Linked DNA regions of Rattus norvegicus: region 1 is linked to region 2. A link is a contact called in public Hi-C data. All regions are on one chromosome and are shown on one strand. The core of a region is the stretch at or near the end of the contact, and the rest is flanking DNA. Distances in the headings are between cores, read along the strand shown.

The links. Hi-C and Micro-C count contacts between places; a contact is called where the count stands out from the background.
Region 1: a Hi-C map of the A7r5 cell line shows a contact between it and region 2, with 4 times the contacts expected there. The contact joins two enhancer-like sites. A contact is called at or near these places in 5 of 12 Hi-C or Micro-C datasets (the A7r5 cell line, Schwann cells, frontal cortex and 1 more).

Annotation. Positions count from the first base shown.
Region 1 is chr15:23,114,925-23,117,624 of GRCr8, reverse strand. Dlgap5 (DLG associated protein 5) reads left to right here. Exons shown (of 19, transcript NM_001135802.1): 16 at 308-368; 17 at 1,249-1,489; 18 at 2,466-2,512. Among named protein-coding and RNA genes, the nearest start is that of Lgals3, 16 kb to the right of the region's middle. Within about 2 kb of position 1,419, at least 3 of the 93 cell types and tissues checked have an H3K27ac peak or open chromatin away from gene starts, as enhancers often do. A contact at or near this core is called in the A7r5 cell line, where this site is marked.
Region 2 is chr15:22,811,162-22,813,861 of GRCr8, reverse strand. Samd4a (sterile alpha motif domain containing 4A) reads right to left here. Exons shown (of 12, transcript NM_001399774.1): 9 at 314-515. Among named protein-coding and RNA genes, the nearest start is that of Samd4a, 85 kb to the right of the region's middle. Within about 2 kb of position 1,376, at least 21 of the 93 cell types and tissues checked have an H3K27ac peak or open chromatin away from gene starts, as enhancers often do. A contact at or near this core is called in the A7r5 cell line, where this site is marked.

The sequences.
Region 1 (2,700 bases), core at 170-2,669, 300 kb before region 2:
GCTTTGCTTCAGAGCCCAGCCTCACCCTGACCTGTTCCAGTCCTGTGGCTCTGGGTTTGGCTGACAGTCAGCATTGCAGGTGGAACCGTATTAGCCTGAGCGGTTGGCATGGGAAGGGGCCTGTGAGCTTCTAGGGAAAGAGGGCGTCGTCTGTGTGGCCATCATAAACTGTCCAGTCTGTACAGAGGAGCAGGCTCCTGGGCCAGGCTCTATGTTCAGTTCCACTATGCAAGCTAGTGGCCTCCATGCAGGGTGGATGACTGTGATGTGTTTCGTTACTGGTGTATAATACCACGGCTCGTTTCAGGTGCAGCCAAGTAGAAGACATCCTGTGTCCCGTACAGCAAGATTCAAGTGACGTAGAGCGTGTAAGTCCTTGTGCGCGGTGGTGGCAGGCAGCCATGGGTGTGGTGTTTATGAAGACACTAACAGGCAGAGTCGTCGTTCCCGTTCGACTGTTCCTTGGGGTGTTTGAAGCCATGCTGTGTTCTTCAGGACACATCAAGATGGCCTCTTTAAAGTTCTTTGAAAGAATTGCTTTCTGTCTCTGTGTTTTGCCTGCATGTATATCTATTCACTGTGTGCATAGTCTCCTGGACCTGGAATTACACACGGTTGTGAGCTGCCATGTGGGTGCTGGGAATCAAACCCAGGCCCTCTGAAGAGCAGCCAGTGCTCTTAACCTCTGAGCCATCTCTTGCCATGGCCTCTAATCTTTGAACCAGATTTGATGGTGACAGTAACTACTCGTCTGTGTTATTACATCTGGTTTCCTTCACTCCGTAGGCCTTGAACTGGAACCTTCTTGCCCCAGAGTCCTGGGGACACCAGGCCCAGTTTGCTCTTGTAATTTACTTTCTCTTCCCAAAAACATGTGCCACTCTGTGCTGAGTGGGCGCTTGCTGAAAAGGCTGCTGTCTTCCTCACGGTGTTCTTTATGATCTGTGCAGATGTCCTGAAGCAAGACAGTGAGACTCAGGACGGTCTTCACACGTTCTGTTTTGTTTTTTCCGGGTAGAGTTTTTCTGTGTAGCTCTGGCTGTCCTGGAACTTGCTCTGTAAACCAGGCTGGCCGAGAACTAGCAGAGATCTGCTTGCCTCCGCCTCCTGAGTGCTGCCTTCCATTCTTTGGATTTTTTTTTTAATATGTCAGCTTTCTTTTTTCATATATTTAATAGCAGTAAAACTGTTTTCATTTGACTCAATTATGGGTGATTGGAATCTATAACGCCCACTTTTTGCCTCTAGGATGTAAATAAGATAAAGGTCAAAATGGAGAGTTTTTCTGTTGCGACAATGAATTTGCCTCTTCCTGCTGGTGAAGTGGCCGGCGATGCTAATAGTAACCAAAAGGACGCAGTCTCGGCTGCAGCCGTGGAAGGAGTGGGCTCTGCAGTCCTCTCCCAGGATGTGCTGATGAGTCACCCTGAGACAAATGCCTTCTCACAGCGTGACTCCTTACAAGAAGGAGCTGAGCTGTCCCAGTCAGGTAAGGTCTTCAGATACAGTGAAGCCGGAAGAGAGGGTGAATGTAGGTGATTGTTGTGGAAGTCTGAGAACCAGGTTCTCACTGTAACTCTCTCATACTAACTAGTTTCAGAATATGTTGTTCTTCAACCAGCGGTGAAGGGCCACACTTATAATCCTGGCAAAAGAGAAACCGAGACAGGAGGCTTACTCCTAGGTCAGGGCCAGCCTGTCCTGCACATAGTGTTCCAGGCCAGCAAGAGCAGCACAGTGAGACCTTGTTTCAAAATGGGAAGAAAAAAAAAAGTGGTGCTTTTAGCACGAAGGCTTCAGAGAGAAGCGCTGATGCGCACTGGAGAGGAGGAGCCTCTGATGTTAGACCTGCTGACGATTAGACTGAGAAAAGTCCCTTCAGCTCTCTTCAGCCCACATCCAGACACTCCTTCAGAATGTTCTGCTTTTCCTCTCTGGTGCATATTGTACTAGGCATTCCTATGTACTATGTAGCGATTGCTCTATTAAGGGAACCGGGCCTCATATTTGTGTTACAATGCAGCGGTGGCCTGATTTTCCTCTGCTATCCTGTAGGTCTGTTGGAGACCTAAGGTAAAGTAAAATGTTACGGCTGTGCAGTCAGTTAAGGTCTTTTACCTGGGTTTCTTTGTGTTGTACATGATCTCACTATGTAGCCCTGGCTGGCCTGCAACTGGCTATGTAGACCAGGATCCAGGACCTCGTGGAGATCCACCTGCCCTGCCTCCTATGTGCTGGGTTACAGTGCTGGGTTACAGTGTGTGCCACCACACTGGCCTCTGTCTGTTCCTCTTCAAGCTCTGGGTCCCTTCAATATTACAAGTATGGTACTTTCTTACAGAAGACTCTTATGCTTAAAGAAAGACTTCACCTGAAATCTAATTGCATTTAAACAGTGTGACATAGTCAAGCCTGGTAGGTCTTTAAAAGAATGTTCTTTTAAAATCATTTCTCTTATTTTTCAGTACTGCTACATAAAAGTCTCACTTCTGAATGCCATCTTCTTGGTCCAGTAAGTTTTCATCTTAACTCTGTTTTGAGTGTGTCTTATTTATGGTTATTGTGAGGGAGGGTGTGTGCATGCCAGAGCATGTGTGGAGGTCAGAGGACAGCGTCGGGGAACCAGTCCTCTTCCGTGGGGTTTCAGGGATGGAACTAAAGTCCTCAGCCCTTTAACTTGCTGAGACCTCTCAACCACCC
Region 2 (2,700 bases), core at 127-2,626:
ATTAAATGCCCAACCAGACTGGGAAGGTGATGGTATGTTGGGGCAGGGCACAGATCAAGCAGAAGTAGACTTTTCATGCCTGTCTACAAAGGCCCATGTAGAACTAGTTTTCCCAAGCAACAGCCATGGGGTTTCAGTTTCCAGGGAAACAACACCAACAGTGGTTACCTAGGAAGCATAGACTCGGCTATCCCCCTGGTTTAGATCCCTTGGGGTCATCTCTTTCGATCTGGAGACTGTCCAGGTTAGGGACATCTTAAAGCCTCGACCCCTGAGCTCTGTCAACCTCCCTGATCCCCAGAGCAGAACAAACCTGTCTTCCTTGTTTCATGATGGTGGGGTTGGCAGCAGTGTGGCGCTGGTTGGAGCTGACAAATCCACTGGTGCCCAAGAGACCAAGGCGGGCAGAAGGGACGTTCCGAGATGCGATCTGGTACTGTCGTGGGTTCCGTCTACCCATGCCACTGCCCACAGAGCTGGCCGTCGGGAGGGAGTTGGACTGTCCAAAGCCACGACTGTGAAAGCAAAGAGAAGGGATCCAGAGGCATGCTCTAGCCCTACACAGCCCAGGCTGCCTGCCAGTGGGGGCCTCTTTGGGACTGACAGTTAAGTGGCTTGGGGGTGCCAATAATAGGCTATGATTGAAACTGTACCTCATATCTAAAACAACAGCACATGCTAGATGTTGGAGCCTGCACACTACTCTTAGTCCACACGACAACCCTAGGAAGTAAGCTTCCTAATCTTCACAGAGAGAAAAACCCAGAACGCTTGAGAATTTTGACATCGCCACACAGCCAGCAGGGGGCAGCACTCAAATATGAACCCAAAAGGGGAGACCATTCTCCTGCGTTCTCCTATTCTTGTCTCAGCCAACCTGTGGGTCTGTGCATGAGGGCATGGCGCCTTTCAAGAAGCCACAAAGCAAAAATAGTCGAATCAGTATCAGAATGGGATCTGATTCCGTTTGTAATCTTCTCCTTCTTCCCCTATAGCATGGTTCATTTCTTATCAGGTTGTCGGTGAGCAGTCTTGGATGGAGGGCCCGATTGAAATATGAGCTCTGTAAGAAAGGACTGCGTGTGTCTTCCTCAGCCCCTAAGGCCCAGCCCCGAGGCAAGGAGACAGCGTTTTGCACAGTATATGCTGTTTGAAAGTGGGCCATTGTGATATTTCTCCAAATGAGAGGCCACTGGTGTGTGTGGCTGACTCACACACACCCAGGATAGTCCGGTCTCATCGTTCCCCAGACCTTTCCTGCAGGGCGGGCCTCACCAGGGCTGGCAAGACTTCGCTTTTCAGGTCCACACAGGAGACTGCTCCCAGTGGGGTCAGATGAGCTCAGCGGAGAAGCCTCCACCAGCCCCGGGCTTCTGGGAGGCTTCAGGAACCGGCGCATTCTTTCCAAGGGAGTCAGGGAGCTTTAGTTATTCGGGAGCGTGGAGAGGACATGCGTTGCAGGCAACGGCCACTAGATGGAGCAGGGTCGCTTGGTTGCCAAGCTGGGGAGTTTTCTCTAAGCTTGTGAGGAGCCCCTGTCGATGAGCTGACTTAGCTTAGCCGGTGGAGGTCCAGGGGGCCCTTCACAGCAGTCACTTCCTGAGCCAGAGCCGGTTGTGTGTGGGTGTGGGGGAGGTGGTGCTTGAGGTGGCAGTGTAAAAACTCCCAGAGTTTCTAAATTTCTTAGGGAGAGAAGGTTCAGGAAAGGAATCCAGGGAGTCTATCTTCTTCCAGGCTTTTGTGGCCAAGAAAGGTGTTCTAGATTCCATTCTGAAGAGGAGGTTCTTCTTCTCTTGGCTTCTTGGTCTCTTTGTTTAATCTCATCTCCCCTTTCCTCACTGAAGACTGAAAATCAGGGTGAGGCGAGCTAAGAGTGCTTCCATGCAACCAGAGACGCCAGGGAGGTAACTTGAAAAAGTAGCAGCAGGTAGGGATTCCGGCTCTCAGCTGTTAAGAACTGGTCCTCGGGCTTCGGAAGTCAGAATTTGGGCCTCCTGGCAGATAGACGATCAGTATCTGCTAAGACTCCCCAACCCCTTATTTAGTGTGAATAGATTTTTCTCACTTCCCTCTTTGGCTGGATTTTTAGAAGGCAAAACAGTAGTGGATGAATGTCGTGCTAAAATGATTTGTTCTTCCACGAAAGCAACAATGTAGCTTGTAAAAAAATTTTCTGAGACAGGGTCTCACTAGGTAACGAAAGCTAGCCTCAAACTATCCTGTCTCAGCCACCCAAGTGTCTGGGACTACCCAGAAAATCAGACCTGGATCAAGACTGTATTTCCTAGCTACATAAAGGGCAGAGGGGCTCTGTTAGGGGCAGCCATTGAAGAATGGAGAAGCTTGAGATTCCTAACTCAGCTGTTTGGGAGAAGGGAGGAAAGCCCAGAATATTCCAGGGTCTGGGGTGGTGGTGGTTACAGCACAGTGGAGGCAGAATTTAAGAGGCCATCTTTTTCCTGGTGGTGGAGTCCTGCTGTGGGGTCCTGAAAAGGTTACTTTTACAAAGCCAGGTTTGGCAAGAGAGTTGCTGCTGCTGCTGGGAGCTGGAGTGAACTCTGAGGTCAGTTAGGAGCGCTCAGCTTAAGGAAGGAGATTGCTCTGCTTCCCAAGGAAAACCAAAGAGCAAATGAAGCTCCCATCCTCAGACCCGCTCCCCTCCCCCTCCCCCGAGCCCCGGATGCCTCACCTTCTCCCCTT